Linked DNA regions of Mus musculus: all the other regions are linked to region 1. Evidence: chromatin contacts called from public HiChIP or PLAC-seq and promoter capture Hi-C data. All regions are on one chromosome and are shown on one strand. The core of a region is the stretch at or near the end of the contact, and the rest is flanking DNA. Distances in the headings are between cores, read along the strand shown. Region 1 holds the start of Cd40 (CD40 antigen). Region 2 holds the start of Slc35c2 (solute carrier family 35, member C2). Region 3 holds the start of Pltp (phospholipid transfer protein). Region 4 holds the start of Cdh22 (cadherin 22).

Region 1 (2,896 bases), core at 199-2,698:
CAGCCTGTGGCTTAGGGTGTAAAGCTCTCTGCTACTGCTCCAACGCCATTCCTGTCTGCTTCCTGCCATGATGATCATGGGCTAACCCTCTAAAACTGTAAGCAAGGCCCCCAGTTAAACGCTTCCTCTGTAAGAGTTACTTTGGTCATGGTGTCTTCATAGCAATTGAGCAGCATGGAAGTCAGCCTCCAAGCCTGGGGTTAATGTAGCATGCCTGCCTTCCCCGGCTTCCTTTTTCTTGCAGCCTGCTCCCTCAGCGTGGCTTGGATGTTCAGTTTGCAGGATCAGTATCCCAAGCACTAGCTAGTTCAAGTTCTTGGGAGGGAACTGAGAAGGAGAGTGCCACTCAAGTGAACTCGATGCATCAGACCAGAACCCAAGCCATCCTAGCTGCAGAGCAGATGTGAACTCTGGTTCAAAAATGGTGGTGGTGGTGCGGGAGGCGTGGGGTAAAGACAACCGAACAACCTAGGTTTGATATAAGATCCCACAGGATGGAGGGAGACAACCAACTCCCCGACACCCATATACTCTAAGAGGGGAGGGGGTATGAGGAGGAGGAAGAGGGGAGGAGAAGGAAGAGGGGAGGAGAGGGAGGTGGAGGGGGAGAAATATGAATGATGAATAGTGGGTGGTACTGGGAGAGATGACACCCAGGGTAAGATGCCCGCCATACAAACATGAGAGTTCAGATCCTTTATCTGGAACACCCCTCAGCCTCCACCCCCACCCCTCCGAAAGTTAATGGAGGAATAGGGAGGGTCTCTAGTTTCCTATCATTTCTCAAAGGGCCTTTGACCCTATGAAAGGCTGGTCCGTACACTAAATGCCTGTCTACAGCCTCTGGATGGAGCTGGGGTGGGATAGAAGTCGGTGGAGACACGTGGGTGGCACGCATGGCTAAGAGGATGAGATGCTGTCCCCTACTCGTAGGAATTTCCTTCTCAAGAAAGAGAAACTGGGTAGGGAACTCATTTCCTTGAATCGCCTCCTGGCCCTTCAGCTGTGGTCTTTCCCGTTTTCTGACTTTGCGGTGACACTGGGGACTTCCTTAGACCTCTCTGGAGACGCTTTCGGTTCTGCAGAGATTCCCAGGGGTATTGTGGGTGGGGTGGGGTAACAATAGTGTCCCTGTGGCGCTCCCCAGTCCCTATAGTAATCCTTCACCCCTCTGCTATCTTGCAATCAGGAGAGTCCTTAGCCCTGCTATAGGTGGCTTTTGAGGTCCTGGATGCGAGGAGGGGGACTGGGGGGTGGGTCGGGTAATGTAAGAAAAGGGCTCCTTTTGGGACCCTGGCTCCTCCAGCCACCTTGGTGCCCATCCCTTAAACTCTTGGGGACAATCAGACTCCTGGGAAGGTCCTGGGGAAATCCCTGCTCAGTGACTAGCCATAGGCCCACCGCGATTGGTGCCCGAAGACCCCGCCCTCTTCCTGGGCGGGACTCCTAGCAGGGACTTTGGAGTGACTTGTGGCTTCAGCAGGAGCCCTGTGATTTGGCTCTTCTGATCTCGCCCTGCGATGGTGTCTTTGCCTCGGCTGTGCGCGCTATGGGGCTGCTTGTTGACAGCGGTGAGTGGCTTGTGTTCTAACCTCCAAGGGAGTTAGGGCTTAGAGAGTGAGAGATGGAAAGAGGAAAGAGGAGACAAGACTTTGGAGATGAGAGATCTTCCTACTGGAAGCGGCGGTTAGTAGGATGGGCAAGATCTCTCGCGTCTTGACACACACACACACACACACAAATGAGGTGGGCTGCTCCTCTTTCCTTCCAGAAGGTCGGGGTTCTGTTCCACGAAGCCCACAGGGGAACCTTAGGGAGGGCATTCCTCCACAGCGGTGCCTGGACAGCTTTGTCTGACCCAAGCCTTGGCTCCGGAGCTGACTGCAGAGACTGGAAAGGGTTAGCAGACAGGAAAGCCTGGCTAGGGGGAAGGGCGGGTCTGGCCTGTTTCCTGTCACTTTCCCATTGTGGACAGATGTCTGCCACCTGTGGTTATCTTCTCCTTGCCAGTTGGGGCCACTTTGTCTAGGGAATCTTGTGCGAACAAGACCCCAGGTACTTTTTAGGGAAGAGGTAATTTACTAACCACCATACCCGTATCATAGCTGAGCCAATCTAGAGAAATCCCCAAGTTTGTGCCTCTGCCTCATGAGCTTAAGGTGGTACAGGAGACACCCAGAGGATGAGGAGGAAGAAGAGGAGGAGGGGGAGGAAGAGGAGGAGGGATAGCTTTAGAACCCAAGAAAGGATAAGAGACCAGACTAGGTTTCTCCAGGCACCAGCAGGGCTCAGACCCAATCAAGCGCATCTTGGGGATTTCTAGAAGCCGGCACTTGATTCGCTTTTGGTTTAAATGTATTTCTGCAGTTCCTCATTCTGGAACCTGGGAATCCCCTGACTACCTGAGTCTCAGCCCCTCTCCTCTGGCGAGGCTCCCCTAGCTTTCAGGCAGGGTAGATTCTTTCCGGTTGGTGACAGGGACTTCGGTAACTTCATGGGTTCTGAATTGTCCACCCAGGAAGGTGTCGTGGTTCAGGACTGGCTTTCTGCAGCTGGGACAGTCAGTGCCCTAAGCACATCCCTGTCCATCAGCCAATGTCACCTGTCCATCAGCCAATGTCACCTATCCCAGGTTGGTCTAGTTGAGAATGACCTTTCACATTCTTCTTTTTCTTCTGTTCACGCATGGTTTGTGTATATGCGTACATCTGTGTGGGAACACACGTGTGCTTGCATGCGGTAGCCTGAAGTTCATCTCATGAGTCATCCTTGGACACGGTCCCTTCTTAGTCATCCACACAGGGTCTCAAGCAAACCCAGAGCTCCCCATAGGGCGAGTCTCACACGTCAGCTGGCTCTGGGGACCCTCTGCTTCTGCCCTCTGAAGCTGGAGTTA
Region 2 (2,896 bases), core at 129-2,628, 230 kb after region 1:
TGTCAGGCCCCACTCCCTTACCTCAGTCTGTCAGGCTGTTCACCCAGGCAGTTACTCTTTCCCTGTCACCTCGCCAGAGCCCGGGTTTCTGTGGCTCTGCTCACGAAACTGACAGCTTCCTCCTCAGAGACCTAGCGGGTGCAACTTGCCACAGTCTCTGGAGTCTTCCTTCTTTCTGACTCATTCAGTAAGCACAGATGCCTGAGGGCTGCAGCCCAGCCTCTCTTTGCCGCCTTCATTCCCAGCCCACCACGACCAACCCCGTAACTCCAGCCGACAGCTCAACCTCAAGGTGCTGCAAGGAGCTACCTTAATATTCCTCGGGTCTTCATCTGACTCTCAAGTCACTTAGAAACGGCCAACCGAACAACTGTTTTCTTTGGCAGAAGGCAGTCAGCACCAGTGAAGCCATTGCTGCCTCCCTCGGCATCCCTCATCTCCTGCCTTGTCAAGTCCACCTCTAGTTATTCCTTGACCCACCCACTTCTCTTCACTTCCTCTCCCACCACCACACACTACACCACAGTTTCCGTTCACCTACTGCCTGCACTTGCCTGCAGTCCACAAGGAGCCAGAGACTGGTGGAATGGTTAGTGTGGTCAACCTGACAGAAGCTAGGGTCACCTGGGAGACGGGCCTCGGAGCATACCAGGAAGGGATTGATTCTCTTGATCAGGTTAACCGATGTGAGGAGACCCAGGTAGCTGTGGGCAGGAACTCCTGGCCTCCATAAAGAAGGGAGAGTGCACTAGCAGGCACTGATGGCTCTCAAGATTCTATACTTCAGAACTGTGGAAACGACGTGGCCAGCTGCTTCAAGCACTTACTGCCCTGACTTCCTCACGACGGACAGCACCAAGAACTATGGGGGAAATAAGCTCTTTCTTTCTTTCTTTCTTCCTTCCTTCCTTAAGTTGCATCAGGGAAAGAAACTAAGACTGCCGGTCCCAACAGACCGGAGACCCCGGGGCTGGGTCCGCAAGTTCTCCCTGGATCCTGCCTGCCAGCTGCAACGCCACGTACAGCCGTGTGCCCGGAACATCAGCCGGCGTCCTCCTCGGCAAGGCAACCTGATGCTCTCTGCTCTGGTCCCCTTCCCCAGGACCCCCATTGCGCGTGGCACTTAACACCGCGTGACGACTGTGTTTGCTCACGTGTCCCTGCCGCGCCTGCTCGGCAGTATCCACCTGGTTCCCCCCATCCCCAAGACCCGGCCCCTCGTACGTGCTCGGCGAATGCCAGGCGAACGGGCCCAGAGCCACTGGAAAGCTGGGGAAACTGAGGCCGGGCGAGAAGGCAGGGGACCGCCCACACGCCCACTTACCTCCGCCCAGGCTCTCGCCGGGAGCCTCCTGCCGGAAGCTCGAGGTGGGCACTGTGCCTCAGGAGGCGAGACTTCCGCCGGAAGTCGGTGGGGTGGGCGGAGCCAGAGCATCTCTAAGGCGGCTACAGCAAGCTTCCCAACACGGTCCCTCTGTACCTTTCCCTTAAACGGGCACCAGGAACGAATCACAGCTACTAATAACTCTGTACAGGGCTTATTTCTTCAGGGACTTCAAGCAGCAGGGAAATGACATGACAACCATTAAATTTTATTAGTAAAACGTCCTGGCAAAGTGATAATGGACACTTTGTGACATTGCGTATGCCTATAAATTTGTGAGAATTATTCAATAGGCTGAGTACGTGAAGTTCATCGCAGAGGAAATGGAACCCAAAAGGAAGGGGGTAAGAAGGATCTAGTCTTACCGGGAGCCCAGGGAAGCAGGTTACAGTGGCCGCAGAACACCAATTTAGCACACCTGGATTTGACTCATTTCAGGTACAGAGTATGTGGGCAAGATAACCTCTAAGCCATGCAAGCTAGGGCTGCAGACCCGAGCTGGCCCAGTTCTCGGCGTCTGCTCATCCGGGCTCTACTAGGACTGGCTGCAAACAGGAATCCTTGCACATGACTTGGCTGGGCTCCTGGCTCCTAGCAGAAGGCTCAAGGCCAGCGTGTAAGCTGTGCTTTGTGCACACTGCTGCTGTAGGCTGTTGCCAGCTGGCATCACGAAAGCATTCGTTGATTCAATGCTTCCTGAGACCTACAATGGTGCCCATCGCAGCCCAAGGTCTTGGCTTCGTTCAGCCCTCAAAGCCTGCGTTGCATGCACTTTCTATGCCTTCTGAAAGCGCCTGTCCTCACCCCCTTCTGACTGAGGCAAGGGGAAGTATCTATTTTCATCACTGCCTTCATTCAAACCTCCCAGCTACCAAGGCTGCTGATGGGAGCACCAGCTTAAAGCACCAGCTGGCAAGCTGGGCACTAACTGCAGGCAACATGCGGGGTGCGGAACATGTCTTCTTTGAAAGGCACAAGTACTCGAGCTGTTCCCTGGCTGTGTCCCTGGCAGGGGAAAAAGGGAGGATGGGTTCTTGGGGGTGTACAGTATGCCTTTCCACGTTGTACCCAGCACGACTGAGCAGAAAACGCTCTGTCCTGTAGCACAAGCTGTGAGCATCCTTAGCCAGCAGGTGTGAGTAGTTTGCGCATGACAAGAGCAGGAGAGATGAGGGGAGAGGGAGATGCTCTCAGAGTGGCTGGGAGCTCTCCACATGCTCCCAGGCACACTGAAATGAAGGCTGTCAGGCCGCTCCTCACCCTTGGGACAGGGAATAAGTGCAGAGGAAGAGGTGTGGATAGGAAGCAGTCTACATGAAAGAGTATTTATTGAAAACACATCACTGACAGGAAGCTCCTGGCTGCTCTCTGGTTACACTCACAGCTCATGACTGAGAGCACTACAGTTTTGTTCTTGATTTTATTTTCCCTTAAACATTCTATCCTAAGATAGGAAGATCTTATATAAATATATATACATGTCTGTATAAGTATGGCCTATAGTAAAGAAAA
Region 3 (2,896 bases), core at 216-2,715, 200 kb before region 1:
CGTGTTCTGTCCACATTGTGATTGCTAGATCTGTTTTCGTCTTTTTGGTTTCTGTTTTGTTGTTGTTTTGTTTTTGGCAGGCGTGCGCCAGACTGAGCTTTCCACCTGGTCCTTTGACTTTGCCTCCATCACTTTAACTCACCCCACATCGCCTCACCTCTATCTCTCCTATCCTGGGCTTCCCTCTTTTTGGCGCCACCCTCTGGATAGACTCCACTCTCACCCACAGGTAAATTCTTCCAGTGTATCATCGCGGTGTTCTTTGGTCCAAGCTACAATTCTGCTGGTTCGTATTCCCCTTTCTTGGACCCGCCTACCTCCAGTCTTTTTACCTAGTAGCCTTACTCGTTATTATGGATCCCACCTCATTTAATTGGCCACGCCCAGACCCGCCCAGTCTGGGGCGGTGTCCCAGGTCATCCCACCACCTTTGAGACCCCGGCCCCCCGAGCCTTACTTACTCCGAGATATTGTAGTAAAAGTGGCCCTTTGCGCCGTACACGTCTGGGATGGTGATGGTCTCCAGCTCTTGTTCCAGAAAGCGCAGGCCTTCCTGCTTCACTGAGATAGCATGGAGACACTCAGGTCCCGCGCCCGGGGCCAGAGCACCCCACCCGGTCCACGGCTCCCGCCGCGCGCCTTACCCAGATCCAGAGCCGCGGAGGTGACGCGGATCTTGCAGCCCGGGAGCTCGGCGTGGGCACCTGCCAGGAGCGCTAGGAAGAGGGCCCAGAGCAGGACCATGGCGACCAAGCCTGGGGGCAGGGTGGGGTCGAGTCGCAGGTGTCATCTGAGAGGCTCAAAACCACTCTTTGGTCATGCAACTAGAACGGAGTGCTGGCCCGGACCGTTACTGCCCGTAAAGTGTTTGGGGCACTCGGAACCAATCATCTTGTCTTTGCCTGATGCAAAACCGAGGTTCCGAAGCACGATAAGACTTGCGCCCTGCTTCCAAAGGATTTGGGGCTCGGTTCCCCCGTGCAACTGCCTCGTGACAAGTTTGGATCTCAGGAGGATGAACAGCCCCCCATCCCCCACCAACACTTTCTCTTTTCCTTCAGAGGAGGGCGTGTGCTGACTTGTGCGTTGGTATGGCGACGACCACAAGCGCATTCCTGCTGAGTAGCTTGAGGTCTCCCAGGCCGCGCGCGGGGATGGCCCGACTGAGCGCTATCCCCTGAGTCCCTCCGCTCCCCTAGCTCCTAAGACTCCGCTATAACGCATTCTGTCTGGTGCCCCATCCCGGAGCCCTCCTTCATCCGCTCTCCTCCCCACCTGGATTTAGTGAGCCACACAACTCACGAGGGTCTGGGGATGCGATGGGGACGCGCCCCAACTCACTTAGTAGTGTGGTCACGTGGGGCGACAGGCAGCGCGGGGGATCCGGGCGGCGGGGTCTGGCGGGTAGCGCGGGTCCAGCAGCCTTTATAAGTCTGGGCCTCCGACCCCCCTCCTCGCCGCGGTTCTTCCCTCCTCCTTGGGGGCTGGGAGGGGACGGGGCGGGACGCTGGCAGTTGGGAGGGTGGATAGGGCAGTACGGAGCCTGTGACAAGCCTAGCTGCTGTCTGGACAAGTGGGGGACTCGCTCCTAAAAGAGCGAGAAAAGTGAAGAAAGCGGCTTGCCAAACCACTGCTGTGGAATTCCAATCACACAGCAATTCCTGCACGCTCCTAAACAAACTCCTTCACTTGGCTGCGGAGCCTCAGTTTCCTCACCCAGCACCGAGTGCCTCCTTATGGGAACTCCCACTCGGCTTCCACGCTAGGCCAGCGAAAGCCAATGCCCTACGGTCATTCCCCTTTCTTTTCTCTCACAACCGTCTCCCGCTGGCTTTGTTATGAGACCCCAACCTACTTGATTGGCTTTTAGGGCCCCAGGGACCTTCCCCTATTGGAAAAGCGATCATCCCAGAGGGAGGTTTGGCCTTCCTGAGGAACTCTGAATTCTTTAGTGAGGACTTGGAGGTGGCTGCTTTGCACAGTCCCCCTCACCCCGTGCACCGCCCCGCACAGTTCCGAGCATCACAGTGGAAAACAGACAGTAGATGCTTGCTTTCTTTTTGTAGCCATGCGGGCGAAATGGAAAGGGGGAACTGATAAAGATGTTTGCTGAGCATATACTTAACACTCAGCACTCAGCCAGCTCAGCTGACCCAATAGTCTTGTTTTGTCCAGGACCTTCCTGGATTCAGAACTACCCACGGGAATCCACTCAGTCCCAAGCGAACCAGAATGGCTAATCACTCTAGATCTGGTTTTACCTTCTTATAGTCTGTGAGGCTGGCTCTCTGGCAGGAAACTGGAGGTTGAGGTTGAGACAATTCTGTGACTGTAAATGCAGAATTCAAGGATTGTTCCAAAACAGTGTGAGGTAGGATTGGTAGCTCAAGAAGCCTTCTCTCTGAGGGACCAGCGCTTACATCCTAGGATGTCAGCCTCAGGACACTTATTGTATAAATAGCTCAGGCGATTTTCTCCTTCTAAATCGTATCTAAAATAGTATATATTAAAGGTTTGGGGAGGGAGTGGGGTTTTGTTTTTGTTTTGGAGGGGAGGGAGGGTTGAGAAAGGTTCTCATGTAGCCCAGGCTGGCTCTGAATTCTCTATGCAACTAAGGGTGGTCTTGAACTTTGGCTTCTCCTGCCTCCATCGCCAGAATGCTGGGATTACAGATGTACAGCATCACTCCTGGTCTGTCTGGTGCTGGGGATACTGCATACAGGACCTGTGCATGTTAGGCACTCTACCAAGTGAGCTACATCCCCCAGGTTTAGTGTAAGGTTATTGTAAACATAGATGGTTTAAGTGCTGTGTAGATTCTCTGCCATATCCCTAGTGATACATATACATATAAAATATTATATGTATTATGTATAATACATTACATATTATATAT
Region 4 (2,896 bases), core at 169-2,668, 180 kb after region 1:
CTTCCAGGACAGAAGGAGAAGAAGCAGAGGCAGTAGCCAATACTAACAATCAAGACTCTGGCCAAGTTGAGCACTCCTGCTGGTTCTGGGACCCAGGGAGCTCATCAGATGGAACGCACACCCTCCGACCAACGCCGCCGCCGACTAGGAAGGGTAGGAGAGAAAGCAGGGGGCTCCTAGCAGCGCGAGCCGGACAAGCCTTCAACCGGCCGGGCCCCGCAGGCTTCAGCCGTCGCTGCTGTGCCCGCCAGCAGGGGGTGCCTCTGCGGCTTGGGGAGACCTCGGGGGACTCCAGCCTCTCTCTGCGCTCCGCCCGCTGCACCCTACAGGGTCGTCTCCAGCAGCACCCAAGCTGGGGCAGGGACCCGACCAGGCCACAGCGGAAGTGGCGAAGTCAGGTCCCGAGCCAAGGGAGACGTGGTTAGGGATAGTGTCTATCGAGGGTCCCGCAGCCTGTACGCCCTCACAGTCGCAAGGTCCACGCCTCCCGGTTCCGCACCCCGGCCTCCGGAGGGTCAGTCCCGAGTGGCGCGTGCTTTGGACGTGAGCCTGTGAAGCCCGGTCCTTCTCCGTGGTGGGGACAGAGTCCCCGGAGTCGTGTGCGGATGAAGAGGGTAGAGCTACCTCTCAATCTCCACCGGCCATCCGACGGCCGAAGGGAGCAGGGGGTCACGTCGGCAGGGCCACAAGGGTCCTCATAGCCTGTCCAGCTCACCCCACCCAGGGGTGGCCGCAGCCGCGCGTGTCGCCGCGGCTCGACCCGCACACGCACCCGCGCGGCGCACACGCTCCCGCCGCGCCGATCGCCGGGCCTCCGGGAGGGGCTGCGAGCCGAGCCGGGGCGGCGCGGGGTGGGCGGCGGGAATGCCGGGGTCCCGGCCCGTACAGAGGCTGGATTCTCCATCTCCCCACCCCTCCCCGCACTCCGGCCCTACACCCCTGGCGCAGACACCCCCTTCCTCCCCGGCCTCGGGGGCATCCTGGAGCTCAGGACACAGGGACCGCGACTCCCGGGCCGGGAGGTGGCCGGGCTGGGCTCCGCGCCGGGGAAAGTTTGGACGTGGGAAAGTCCCTGTCTCCCCGCCGGGGAGGGGGCGCGGGATGGGCGCGCTTCAGCTGTTGCCCCGGAGCCCGCGCCGCGCCGCGCCCGCCTCTCCCCGGCCCGTGCACCCTCCCGGCCCGCAGCCTTCCCCAGCGGCGATCGGTTGTCCTCCCGCGGGTGCCGCGCGCTCTTACCTTGGGGAGCGGCCGGACTGCACCCTGGTCCGCGCCTTGGGACGCCAGCAAGCGGCAGGATCACAGCCAGGTCCGGCTCTGGCGTCCGCTCGGAGGAGCCGAGGGAGAGCGGGAGCGAGAGGGGGAGCCGCGGCGGCGAGTGCGCGCGTGTGTGGAGGAGCGAGAGAGCGAGGGAGTGTGCGTGTCTGACTAGGGGGGAAGTGTGCAAGGGACGGATCCCTTCCTTCCTCCCGCAGCCTCTGGTGGAGACTCGGAGAATGCAGCGCCCGCCGGGCAGGAGCGCCGAGCAGCGCCGAGCCGCAGGCGGCCGCCGGGCCGGACCCCGCAGCCAGCCGGGGAGCCCGGCCCCCGCCCCGACCGCACCCCTCCCTCGCCTGCGGGGCCCGGAGGCTCCGTCTCCCCCGTCGCCGGCAGCGGGAAAGCCCCCGGGGGAGTGCTCCTTCTCCTCCTCCCAGCCCAGATCCGCGCGAAGGGAGCGCCCCCAGGAGGGGAGCGGGCTCCCTCCTTGCCTGGCGGTTCAGCTGCCCCGAGGCACCCGTGGCAGACTAGACCCTGTCCCCACCACTCCCCTGGCCAGACTTCGCTGCATCTAGCCCCCCTTCCCCCACACACTATGAAAGCCCGGCTTCAAAAGAAGGGGGTGCAAGCGAAGGTAGAGGCGGGCTTCTCAAGTGGCCACCCCTGGCTGGCTGCCCAGAAAGGCCCTTTGCACAGACCGAGGCTTCAGAGACAATCACTGAACATTGAGGTGGACAGAGCCCCTGCCCCGGGGCTGGGAGTCTGCTGGCAGGTGGAAGGTCAGTTGTCCTGGGAAGAGAGCCACGCTGGTCATTCCTCTTTAGGAGCGAGCTCTGGAAGTCCTGTGCCTCCAGCCAGAATAAAAGAGTAGGCAAACAAGACAGTCCAGCCTAAACTTCGTGCCCTCTAGCATGAGGCTAATAAAATCCACCCCCACCCCCCACTGTCCAGAAACGCTTGCAAAGCCAGATTTTCCGTTCTTGCTCAAATTCAGCTAGCCCAATGCCCGATGTCTTTTCTGCCTAGACTGTTTCCTTTTTCTTAGCTGCATGGGTGCCAGCCAGGTGACTGAAGTGACCGTGCAGCTGTATGTCTTTGCCATCTGCCCCTAACCAAGCATCCTGGCCTGCAAAACAGACGCTGAGTTAAAGAGGTGACAACGCCCTCCCTCCGAGACCCTGATTCCTGATGGTCCCTAGGGACCCATACTCCAGCTCGCCCTGGCCTGCTCACCACCGGGAGCTCTAATTTCCACTCTCCCACTCCTCCCTAGTGACTGGTGTCTCCTCTGGGTGGTTGCATTTCTAGTCCTTCCAGCTGAACTCCATCACTCTTATTTATTTTGAGATTTATTCTCCACCTCGACAGCCGGTTCCCTCCCTTAAGTCCTTCTTCTCTCGGTTCATTCCCTTCATTGATCTCCCAAGCGTTGCTTTTGTGCAGTCTCCTGGTCTTTTTCCTCCCCAACCTCTCTATTCTTAGCCTCTACTCTTTCATGCTTTCAGAGACCAGAGGCTGGCCTTCCAGATGCATCTCCACACTTTCTGCTTTCTCCCTCTCTCCCCGACTCACTTTTTGCAGCTGTGGATCCTTCTTTTCTGTCCCTGCCCCAGGCCTGGCTGTGTGCTGACCCCTCAGGACT

Evidence for each region. HiChIP or PLAC-seq counts read pairs in DNA pulled down with a chosen protein or histone mark. Capture Hi-C pulls out chosen DNA fragments and counts their contacts.
Region 2: a promoter capture Hi-C map of adipose tissue shows a contact between it and region 1. The contact joins the promoter of Slc35c2 here to the promoter of Cd40 in region 1. A contact is called at or near these places in 5 of 39 promoter capture datasets (cranial neural crest, embryonic stem cells, macrophages and 2 more), 9 of 484 Hi-C or Micro-C datasets (the AML12 cell line, B cells, the G1E-ER4 cell line and 5 more), 13 of 115 datasets of contacts at active chromatin or transcription factors (the 230-238 cell line, bone marrow-derived macrophages, craniofacial prominence and 8 more) and 4 of 9 other capture datasets (adipose tissue, liver, macrophages and 1 more).
Region 3: a contact with region 1 is called in an H3K4me3 HiChIP or PLAC-seq map of bone marrow-derived macrophages, with 3 times the contacts expected there. The contact joins the promoter of Pltp here to the promoter of Cd40 in region 1. A contact is called at or near these places in 1 of 484 Hi-C or Micro-C datasets (B cells), 1 of 115 datasets of contacts at active chromatin or transcription factors (bone marrow-derived macrophages) and 2 of 9 other capture datasets (adipose tissue and pancreatic islet).
Region 4: an H3K4me3 HiChIP or PLAC-seq map of neural tube shows a contact between it and region 1, with 2.8 times the contacts expected there. The contact joins the promoter of Cdh22 here to the promoter of Cd40 in region 1. A contact is called at or near these places in 3 of 39 promoter capture datasets (embryonic stem cells and neural stem cells), 3 of 484 Hi-C or Micro-C datasets (adipose-derived mesenchymal stem cells, dorsal root ganglion neurons and extraembryonic ectoderm), 10 of 115 datasets of contacts at active chromatin or transcription factors (craniofacial prominence, embryonic basal ganglia, embryonic forebrain and 6 more) and 3 of 9 other capture datasets (adipose tissue, liver and pancreatic islet).

What each region holds. Positions count from the first base shown.
Region 1 is chr2:165,054,188-165,057,083 of GRCm38.p6, forward strand. Cd40 (CD40 antigen) reads left to right here and starts at 1,449. Exons shown (of 9, transcript NM_011611.2): 1 at 1,449-1,571. The coding sequence starts at 1,521.
Region 2 is chr2:165,286,460-165,289,355 of GRCm38.p6, forward strand. Slc35c2 (solute carrier family 35, member C2) reads right to left here and starts at 1,379. Exons shown (of 10, transcript NM_144893.2): 1 at 1,325-1,379. Elmo2 (engulfment and cell motility 2) reads right to left here. Exons shown (of 21, transcript NM_080287.2): 21 at 1,572-2,896.
Region 3 is chr2:164,856,243-164,859,138 of GRCm38.p6, forward strand. It overlaps Pltp (phospholipid transfer protein), which reads right to left and starts at 1,466. Exons shown (of 16, transcript NM_011125.2): 1 at 1,342-1,466; 2 at 645-755; 3 at 462-561. The coding sequence starts at 744.
Region 4 is chr2:165,233,319-165,236,214 of GRCm38.p6, forward strand. Cdh22 (cadherin 22) reads right to left here and starts at 1,419. Exons shown (of 12, transcript NM_174988.3): 1 at 1,237-1,419.